2 separate regions of the Ovis aries genome follow, and region 2 is linked to region 1. Evidence: chromatin contacts called from public Hi-C data. All regions are on one chromosome and are shown on one strand. Each heading gives the region's core, a stretch centred on a gene start, on an enhancer-like site or on the middle of the called end of the contact. The rest is flanking DNA. Distances are from core to core; before and after follow the strand shown.

Region 1 (5,446 bases), core at 1,418-3,917:
TTGGGGGTGGGGGGTGAAGTGGGGAGAGGGACGAAACTTCCAGCCACCAAACAAAACAGCAACAATGTCAATTACTCCTGGAACCGGTGCTGTAACACAGACACACGTTTTAGAAGAGGCTGCTTGTCTGAGATCTATTGACAAGTGTTCTTTGCCCAGGGCCCACTAGAATAAGTCAGAAACTCCCCGCGGGCTCTGATTTCCCCGGATCAGATACAACACTGGAGCCCAGGAGCGGGCGCAGATGCAGCGATTGCAGGCGGCTGGCCGCGTTCCCCACTCCGGCCCCATTGTTCTGCCGAAAGTGCTGAGGACAGCAAGTCTGGGGAAGGTTTGGCAAGGGCCGTCAGTCGTAGTAAGTGCGTCACAATAGAGTTTGTAACTCAGCGCGGCTCGGCTCGGCCCCGGCTCTCCGCCCGCCCGCAGTCCCTCCCGCTCCTGGTCCGCGCGCCCCTCCTCCCGCGGTGAGGGGCGGGCGGGGGCGCGGGCAGCGCGCCACACCGAACCCGACAGAACTTCTCCGAGGTACACCCGCGCTGTTGGGTGCACACCTCCGAATGGGAGGAAGGTCCCCCAAGCCGGCTCCTGGCGACCCCAGCCAAATCCATAAGTAACTCCGCACGCTGAGCGGCATTAGGGCGCGCGGCTCCCGCACCCCCGAAACCCTCCCTTTCTAAGGCAATTAGGCCGAAATTCACGTCCGCCCCTTCCCTTCCAAGTTGCGTCCGAGCCCGGGCCCCGCGGCGCCCAGCCCGCGCCCTTCGCCGACCTGGAACCCCCCGACAGTCCACACGAAGGCGGCGCGGGAAACAAAGCCCGAGACTCGCGCTCTGAGCTCCCCGGGCAGCGCAGAGCCTGCAAATCGCCGTCCGCCCGCCGCCGCCGCGCTCCGCCGGGCAGCCGAGGGCTCCGCGCGCCTCGCCTGTGGCCCGCGCTGCCCCGGCCGCAGCAGCCGGGAACATCCTCCGCCTCCTCCCGCTCCTCCCCTCGCGCACTGCGCCCGCCGCCGCCGGCACCGCCGACCTCCCCGCGCCGCCGGCGCCGGGTGCCCGCGCTCCCAATTGGCCCTCGCGCGGTCGCTCGGAGCCGCAGCCAATCGGTGGCGGCGGCGGGGGCGGCGCCTGCCAACAGGCCGCCGAAGGCGAGGCGATTGTTGACAAACTCGCCGCCGAACGCGGCTCGGGCCCTGACTGCGGCGGGAGCGGCGGCGGAGGTTTCCGGGGCCTCTGGGACCGGGGCTGCCCAGCCAAACCCGCCCCTCCCCTCCGTCAGTCCTGGCGCCGCGCCCGCCTCTGCAGCTCCCGCCGCCCCCAAGAGCCGGTCACCTGGAGACAAAACAGGACCCGCAGAGCCGGCCCCAGACTCCAGCCCCGGCCGCCGACCCCAGTGCAGGCCCGCTGGGGTGGGCACCCTAAAGGCCACCCTCTCCCCAGCCGAAGCCCCCATCCTCCTCCGACTTCCTCCCTCTTTCTCCCCATGCGCCACGGGACACGCACCAAATGGCCACCGACGCGCACATCCGCGACCACCGACAAGAAATATATCCACACCCCCATCGCCGGGGTCCAGTGGGCATTCCACTACCTGCGCCAACCCCGAGTAACAGGCCCCCGAGGGCACGGTGCAGCTAGCCAGCCAGCCAGGACTGCGAGTGGATCGAGCGGCGAGTGAGCACAGCCGAATCGCTAAGAGGATCGGGCCCCACGGGACCGGGCCGGTCCTACAGCCAGCGGCTCGTCCACCGCGTGCCCCGGCGGTCGGGGGAGGCCCTCTTGTCTCTGGTTGTCTGTGGATCTTGCGTCGGGCATCGTCCGCAGAGCGCCCGCAGACGGGGCAGGACCCCCAAAACGTCCCAGAGAGAGGACGAACGCAGCAGCAGCCCAAAACTTCGGCCTGAATGAGTAAAAAGAAAAGCCGAGTCCCGTCAGTTTAATCACCGTCGCTGTTCCATAAATCCTTCACAAGGAGCCTGCGTCCCCAAAAAAAGCCGAGACGCGAAACCGGCTGGTTATCTCGCGGCCGCTACTCAGGACCCGTCGGACCTGGCGGGTGGGCGAGACTTCACGGGCGGGCGGTCAGCCTGGTCCGGCGCGGCTGCCCCCAGCTCCCCAGTCAGCGCGGGGCGCACGCGCTGCCTCCCCCAGTCGGCCCGGAGAGGCTTCACCATCCCGGTGCGCCGCATCCCCGCCCGAGCCGTTAAGTGCTCGCAGCCTCAGTGCGGACGACCCTCCCCTGCCTGCGGCACGAACTCGACCCGCACCGGTGACCGCCTCCCACCCGACAACACGCGGGACGAGGACGCGCGCCTCTAACCGCACGTGCGCGGGAAGCGGGCTGGAGGTGGCGCCGTGCTGGCTCCCGCGGCAATCTTCCATCCGTACCCGGCCTGCTCCCCAGGACTCGAAAGTATTTACCTTGCGTTTCTCAGTTCGTGAATTAGGGTCAGACATTGGGGGGCGAGGGCCAGGGGAACGGCACCGAGGCGGTGGCACCGGCTGCGGCGGCGGCGGCGAGAGCGAGGCTAACCCAAGCAGCCTGAAACGGTGCTGGCCGCAGAGGGCAGGGTGCGCAGGGCGGTTGCGAGAATCCGAGGACCGCGGCGGCGACGGCGAAGTGGGACAGAGCGCTCCTGCAGGACCGAGACCTGGCGGCTGCTCGGAGCGAAGTGAAACCTGCGCGGCTCTGCTGCCCAGCTCAGGCTGGTGGCCCCAGGTCCGGGCCCAATCACCGTGGGCTCCGCCCCCGCTAAGTCCCGCCCGGCGCGCGGGCTGGCAAGCCCCGCCCCCGCGGCGCCGCGGCCGCCCGCGCGTGCAGGCTCGGACAGGTAAAGGAGGGGGCGTCCCCGCCGACTTCCCCGCTGCGCGCGCCGCCGGCCCTGCCCCTGCCGGGCGTGTTTACCCGGGAGACTTGGGCTACGGACTGCTCTGCGCGCCCCCATCCCCCATCCCAAAGTGCACTCTCTCCTCCCCACACCCTCCGCAATTCACTGGTGGCCAAGGCGTGCGAGTGGAACAGAGGGGGCGCTCCGGGCACACTCTGAGCCAGGCCCGGCCTCTGCCGCCCGCGGAAAGCCTCAAGAGGCGCCCCTGAGCCTTGGCTCTGCCTCGGGAGTTTCCCTTCTGAGCTGTCCTGGGGCAGGCGCCGAGACTGGGTGGGTCCTCGGGAACGCGCAGATCCAAGGGTGAGAGGGGTGTCTCTTTAGTTCTTCTCCCTTCCAGATGAGGGGGCTCCGCGCTGGACCCCCATCTGCCGACTGCGCATCTTCCTCTCTCTCGCCTAACGCGGTACTCTTAGGCGCCCTCTCTAAAGCCACCCCAAGCTGCATCCAGCTTTTCTACCGCGCCAAATCTCCCCTGGTAAGAGGTAAAGCCTGTAATGGGGAGATAAGAAAAGGACCCAGGGCGATCCCCGGATGCGTTTTTCCGCAGCCCCGCTGCGAGACTGGGAGTGAACGCTGAGCAGGTGGAATAGGGAAATGAAAAAATCTTTAAAGATCCTTTTAAGAAAAAAGGACTGGGAAGAGTCGTGGCCTCCAGATGGGAGATGGGATGGTGCCTCCACTTGGTTGGGTCCTCGAGAATTGCTGGGCTCTCAGAGAACCGTCCAGGAGTGGTCCCCTGGCGTGTTAAGGTCAGAGAAGGCAGCGCCGAGAGCCTCGGAGGGCTCGTAGAGAGCAGCAGGGAGAGCGCAATATACCCCTACTCCTCCTCCCTGCGGGTCCCCGTCCCCTTGTCTTTAGAATCCGAAGCCCCACTCCACTCCTTCCCCGGAAGACCAAAGTCTGTGAACGCCGTGGTCCGCACGCCTACGGCCCTTTCAATACGCATCCCGCATCCCTACCTCCGCCCTTCCCTGGGCTCCCCTAGTTTTGAGACGCCCGCAGCCGGAGTAGTGGAGGGCAAATCGGTTAGGAGATGGAACATCCCGCCGCGGGAGAGATCAGGCTAGATGGATTACAGACTCAATTTAGGGGCCTCCCTAGCCCGAACCCCAGATGAGTGCCTCGGTGCAGAGAAGCAAATCAGCGAGGAATGATCCCGCCGTCTAGCCACCTTGGCCAGTTTTTATGTTTTATAAGCAAATGCGGAACATGAACAGCACAGCCCCAGGTTTGTTTTCTCAGCGCATCCTCCCGCGAGTCCTGAGCGAGGTGAAGGAGGCCGAGGGGCTGGAGGACGCGCCCCGGGCTCCACCCCGGGATTTCGCTGCAGGAGGGAAAGGACGCGCGCGGGTGTCCGCAGCTTGGAACTGCCATCAGTGGCTAACAGGTGGCGGCCGCAGGCAAACTCTGCGCCTTAACCTCCTATCGCGGCACTCGGGGAAAAGAGACCAACCTTCTGTGCCCGCGAGGAGCCCCAAACCCGCTGCGCGCCCGAGTGCTCCGCGCTCTCCGTGGGGTTGGACGATGAAGACAGGGACCGGAAAAGAACCACACAGAAGAAACCCCGATGGTTGTTTTTTGCTTCTGTGCAGCTCCGCCGCCCCCGCGTCGTCTGCTCTGGTGACCCTGTGAACACTTAAAAAAAAAAAAAAAAAAAGGAGTCGGAGAAAGCAGCCGGCTACATGCTCTTATTTGGGCCACAAGCAGGCGGTCGGCTCGGAGGTGGCAGTTCGCGCAACCCAGACTGTGCTGAGGAGCTTCGACCAAGCGCCTGACGTCGGCGCTTCACGCCCTCTCCCGCAGAGCCCCAGCCTAGGGGAGGGCGGGTAGGTGCGAGGTCCTGGCTCCTGTCCTGTGGTCAGAAGCAGAGCGACGTCCCCTTCTGCCTCCTCCGCGAGATGTGGAGAGGGAAAACGGAGGGCATAGACTGAAAGCAAGAGTGAAGTCGGGCGACATCTATGGCCCTCATTGGAACCACAGGCGTGTCTCTCCAAGTCCCGAAACCAACTTAACTACAGTGGATCGCCTCGCTCACCTCCCCGTGCTCGGCAAGCTGCGGGAACCTTCCCGGCGCCTTATTTCATGACGAAACTGTATCTCTGTCTGTGCTCTTCTCAAGGACACATTACACTTTAATATGGTAAAAATGTTTCCGAGCTTCGTCTGGCGGTCGGTCCGGAAGCTGCCAGCCTGGAGGGACACGCCCGGGTTCATGCTTTGCCCAGAGCAGGACTCCAGGTTCACACTCCCCTCTCCCGGCTCGAGTGTTTCCTCGCAGGGCGCACCCCTCCCCCACCCCCCCGGGGTGGGGGCTGGGAAAGCGTCACTTGCTGAATTGAACCTTTGCCTACAGGCGTTTCATTTTTAGACGTTTATTTTTCCTCCAGCACCACAGTCTTCCCAAATCACTGGGAACCTGAATCACCACTAGCAGCGAGAGGCCTTGGATGGCAACCGGCTCTGCAGCGCGCCCAAAGGAAAGCCCACTCGGTGTAGTGCCCTAGGCGGCAGAGGGCATGGCCCGGCGAGTAGGGGTTACTTGGGGAGGATAAAAGGCCGCGTTCC
Region 2 (5,446 bases), core at 775-3,274, 360 kb before region 1:
AATTTGGTATGAGAACTATCTAAGCAAAGCTAAGTAGGCTAATATTATAAGAGAATAAGACATGGAGATACTATATAAAATTCCAGATTACTGGAGCATAGAAGAAAACTTTAGTAATTTCTTGAGCTGATAATTCCAAGCTTAGGTATCCTTGAAAAGAGAAGACAAGATATTAGAACTGTTCAAAAAGGGTTCCATGGAACTGGGCCAAGGTTTTTGATGAATGCATGTCCACAAAGATAGACTGTACCCTTAAATTACTTAATTACTTACTTACCTTTGGCGGTGCTGGGTCTTCTTCACTCCTCGCGGCCTCCTCCAGCTGTGGTGCCATGCTTCTCTTTGCGGAGGCTTCTTTGGTTGCATAGCACTGGCTCTAAGCTCGGTAGCTGCAGCACACAGTCTCAGCGGTTGTGGTGCGCAGACTTAGTTTCCCTGCAGCACCTGGAATCTTCCCAGACCAGGGATGGAACCCATGTCCCCTGCATATGCAGGCAGATTCCTGCCCGCTGTACCACCAGGGAAGTTCGCTCAGGATGTTTTGAAGAGAAAATGTGGCCAACCAGACCTACGTTTTTAGCTCTGTGGACGTTTGTTCTCTATTCCCTCAATTTTACTGGCCCTGAATCTTGTTCAAAATGTGGGCAGGGTAGGAGCCCAAAGAACGACATGGTAGCCAAATTAAGGAAGAAAGACTTCACAGAAGTCAGTGATAGTTCAGTAATGACCTCATGGCTTAGCTGAAATGACCTTCTCAGGGCCCCCTGTTCCTTTGAGGAGAGACAGGCATCTCAGCCTTTGGTCCACCTCTGAGCCTGGGAACCAGGACACCCTTCGCCTCGATCCCACGCCCTCAGCCTACTCTTACACAACCCACCTTTGCAATAAATGTCGTGGGTGGCATTTGTGTTTTCACTGTGTTCGTGGGTATGTCTGCCAAAATACAAAAATCTTGCTGATAACACGTGAATTCTTCCGGTGTAGAAATGAATGCCATCATCCAGAGGTACAGAAAACAAGCCCACTTAAAACTGTTTAATAACATGTAACTTTTATAACTTTTATAAGATGGTACATTTCCTCTTAACCTCTGCCACCAAAGGCATTTGAAGACCTGAAATGGGTCCCAGGAAAAAAATCCACACGAAACAGCCTTGGAAAAGATACTGTGTGTGTGTGTGCGTGCATTGTAAGATGTTAGACTGAGTGCTTTTGTTTTCTTTTCCCCCATTTATACAGACTTTTGTTCTGCTCTTAGATAAAATACTAATAAACAGGAAGCTCAAAAAAATGTGGTGCAATTGTTCTGAATGTTGTTTTTCTTGTAAGGCTTTAGGGACCATACTGCACCATCCTATTCAAAGCAGCCCCTGTAGGTGGTGGTGTTAAAAAAGAAATGAATCTGTTGGGCTGCTGGAACCGGCTCTGCATCTGCCTGCCTCCCAGTGAGGCCTCAGCCTTCAAGATCTGTGGGGCCCTCTCAGACTTTTCAGCGGTTTCCTCTTTATTTGCTCTGAACCTGGTTGTAGAATTTTAAGGATGTGAAAGTAAGGCCATTCCTATGGAAAAAAAATTTTTTTTCTTTGCTCCTTATCCTGAGTACATGAGGGTTCTTCATTTCCCCTGAATATTCGTTTGTGTGTGTCCCTGAGAGAGACAGAGTGTGGGGTGTGTGTGTGCGTATGTGTGTGTGTTTTAAAGAACCAAGAGCAAACAATTTAATAGGAATGTGCAAACTTTGTTTGTCTTTAAGACAGCTCCTTGGTCTGTTGCCACTGAAACAAGTTGTTAAGAAAACCTGAATCTTGTTCTCCTTTTCTCAAAAGGGGACTTGAATAATCACGGCAATAGTTAGTTTCGGGATCTGTGATAAGATGAAGGGCAACAGTGAATTCTCCTGAATGTAACCCTCACCTCCCTAGGTCCTCTGCCCTTAGCAATTGCTGGCACTGTGTGAACTGGGGTCTGGGACCCTCCCCTGGGGCAAGCAGAAGCTAGACAGGGGAGGTGTTGAGATGTTCTGGTTTTGGGGGGACAGTCATCAGCCACAGTGTAATGTCACCTTGCTTCTTCTAACCCTGTACTTGTTTCTCTGCCTCTCGGGGCTTCCCCATACTGTGTGAGGGTTTGCAGAGCCTGGAGTTTTAGACCCTCTAGCCTTTGGATTTGCCCCCACCGTGGTGTCACTGTAGCTGGGGGTGCCAGCAAGACACAGAGATGCAGAGCTGCGGGAGGGGCGCCGAGAGAATCGGGGTGCTAGCGGGAGGCAGGCCAGGCTGTCCCGAGCATGCTCAGGGCCCCAGCCCCTGCCCGGGGGAGCCCTCCCACAGAGGAGCCCCACCATCGCTCGGGCTGTTATCTTCCGCTGCCCGGGGCTCGTTCTAAACTCCCCGGCGCCTGCTCTCATCATCAGGCTTGGACCACGGCTGGTGCTGCACCACGCAGACCGCTGCGTGTCCTAGACCTGCCCCTCTGTCTTGTCTGTTTCTGCACTCATTAAGTGAGACTCAGTGCTAAAAACTAGAAGGAAAAGATAGGTATGCCTTCACAGGAACCTGCGCCCGGGCAAGGTAAGAGGGGGAAGTGCCAAGTGCCCAGACCCCGCCCCAGGGATCCCAGCAGCTGGAGCTCCCAGGCCATTTGAATAAGTGCTTGCTGCTGTGAATGCCAGAAAATGGGAGGAGGAGTGGTAGTGAGTCAGAGGCAGTGAAGCGGGTGAATGTAGAGCCTGTTATACAGAGTGAAGTAAGGCAGAAAGAGAAAAACAAATGTTGTGTATCAACGCATAAATGTGGAATCTAGGAAAGTGGACTAGAGACGCAGATGTAGAGAATGGGCTTGTAGATACAGCAGGGGAAGGAGAGGGTGGGACAAACGGAGAAAGTGGCATTGACATATATGTACCATCATCTGCTAAATAGATAGCTGGTAAGAAGTTGCTGTATAGCGCAGGGGACCCAGCCTGGCACTCTGTGATGACCTAGAGGGGTGGGATGAGGAGGAAGGGGAGAGAGGCTGGAAAGGGAGGTGATACATGTATAACTGTGGTTGATTCGTGTTGTTGTATGGCAGAAACCAGTACAACATTTTAGAGCAATTTTCCTCCAATTAAAAAATAAATTTAATTTAAAAAATGGGAGAGAGGAAATAAACCCCATCTTTCACCCTGAACCTGGTAGGATCTCACCAGTTAGTAATCCCATGAGGTCTTTTCTGGGCTTAGCCCTCTTGGGAGAACTAGAGTGTGCGTGTGTGTGTGTGTGTGTATGTGTGTGTGTGTGTGTGTGTGACATTCTCTTTGGTTCTGGAGAAAGATTCTAGAGGGACAAATGTCTCCTTGTGGAGTTTGGTGTTTGAAGGACATTTTAGGGCAAAGAAACCTGATTTTGACAGGATTAACCAGTTTCTTGGAGGGCAGTGATCACTGTTCCTGGATACGGTGGTTAGTGGTTTTCCCTAAGACATTGCACATTTTATATTGAGTACATAGGTATTCAGCTCTCTTATGGTTATTTTTTTTAAACTTTTAATTTTATATTGGGGTATAGCCAATTAACAACGTTGTGATAGATTCAGGTGAACAGCAAAGGAAGTCATATCCATGCCTCCATTCTCCCCCAAACTGCCCTCCTGTCCAGATTGCCAAATAACATTGAGCAGAGTTCCCCTGCTGTACAGTAGGTTTCATGCTATTTTTAACATTTTATTTTCTGTTCAGAGTCAAGAACTGTATCCACCTAAGTTAGCCCCTGTCAGCAGAGAGAATGTCCCAGCAACAGTGTCTAAATGCTTAGGAGGCCAGACCCCTACAGTGTCTGTGAACAGAAACAGTTAGAATTCAGTTCAAAAGCAGTCAGGTGAAAATACTCTGCAGGACCTATCAGGGTGCTTTTGCTTCTTTGGGCTCCTGATTTATTGAGTCTTTTCTTAGATGGCTTGGAGGTTAGAGAGCAGATAAGTAATCCGTATCTGCAGCGCTGAGCATTTTCACTGATCTCAGTCTTACTCACTAGAAAATAATCTACTCACCCACAGATGCCAAGGGTTCTAGAGCAGAACCCCTCTGCCTCCCCACTAGCCAGTTTAGACCTCTTCTCCCCACTGTGGCTTTCACAGTCAAATGTGAGTTGACTGGCCGTCATTTGTGAGCCAGAGGTATTTTTCAAGCACTCGTTCCCTCTCTGTCACGATATTTGGTAGTGGAGGGAGGTGTGTGGCGTGAAATATCCACCCCAGAGTCCTGTGAGGGTCAGCGCCCCCTCCAGATTCTGGCATCCAGACATGCAAGTTTGGGCACGATCACCCCTCAAATGCAACCTGGTGGAACAACCAGTTTGTAAGGGCCCTGTTATGAAATTGCAGGACTTTCCCTGACGATGCTGTTTGAGTCATTTTCGAACATCGGCACCCTGAGTCTGATCAGCCTATTTATATTTTTGACATTTTGTATTTTAGGAGGGATTGAAAATGAATTTGATCAGTTTCACTTTGACATCTCCTGAAGGTCATCTTACCAGCTTTAGACCAAAGTCGATAAAGCTTTCGTTTTAAATGTTGGTATTTTCTTTTCGTGAAGTGTGTGGTCTGGTGACTTGATGATTTCAAAAACCTACGGTGTGATAAAGCTTGGTCTTAGGGTCTGGTGGGGCCAGGTGGCTCACTTGGCTTATCGATTGTCCGGACTTTGCGCCGAGCAGTGTACCACCAGCAATTAGATTTTGTCCAAAAAAGGAAACAGTGGAGGACTTTGATGGTGTAATTCTAGATTTTGGTGTTTGATTGTTGGTCTGAAAGATCCATTCTCTTCTATAAATATATGTAAATATATAGACTCTGTAATCTCTCCCTTCAGATAATTCAGAGAGCCTTCAGTTAATTGGGCCAAATCAGAAATTTGCTTTTCTAGAAAAATTTCCTGTTTTCCTAGGAAACCTATTCATATGTCTGCTTGGTTATTGTATAAATAATATTTCATCTATATTTAAATATTGTGTATTTTATGTAGTTCATGTATGTATACCAATGAGCTGAATCCTTTTAAAAGAGAAAAATAATAGTTGATTCCCCTCCATTTTTTGTCAATATCAAAAAGGACATTGTTATAACAATCCCAACAGGAGAGAGTTCAAAAATTGAAACAAGTTGATATTTGCTGAGTTCTGCATCAAAATGGAAACTTTAGCTTTCCTTTTTTATCCCCCTCTATTAAGCCTTTTACGTATGATCAGGCCTTTTCAGATCTAAGGTAAAATATGGTTTAGAATTATATTTCAAGTTAGAACTGTCATATGGTCACTCACATATTTTCAGCTCAGTTCAGTGCACTCGCTCAGTCGTGTCTGACTCTTTGCGACCCCATGAATCGGAGCATGCCAGGCCTCCCTGTCCATCACCAACTCCCAGAGTTCACTCAGACTCACGTCCATCGAGTCAGTGATGCCATCCA

Evidence for each region. A called contact is a pair of places that touch in the nucleus more often than the background predicts.
Region 2: a Hi-C map of omental adipose tissue shows a contact between it and region 1, with 4 times the contacts expected there. The contact joins the enhancer-like site here to the promoter of BCL2L11 in region 1. A contact is called at or near these places in 10 of 16 Hi-C or Micro-C datasets (blood, hypothalamus, liver and 4 more).

The regions. Positions count from the first base shown.
Region 1 is chr3:105,285,867-105,291,312 of ARS-UI_Ramb_v3.0, reverse strand. It overlaps BCL2L11 (BCL2 like 11), which reads right to left and starts at 2,667. Exons shown (of 5, transcript XM_027967120.3): 1 at 2,415-2,667. It overlaps ACOXL (acyl-CoA oxidase like), which reads right to left. Exons shown (of 20, transcript XR_006059556.1): 19 at 4,917-5,446; 20 at 4,335-4,516.
Region 2 is chr3:105,642,624-105,648,069 of ARS-UI_Ramb_v3.0, reverse strand. All of the region lies in intron 1 of LOC114108643 (a long non-coding RNA gene), which reads left to right. Among named protein-coding and RNA genes, the nearest start is that of TRNAE-UUC, 130 kb to the right of the region's middle. Within about 2 kb of position 2,024, at least 5 of the 54 cell types and tissues checked have an H3K27ac peak or open chromatin away from gene starts, as enhancers often do.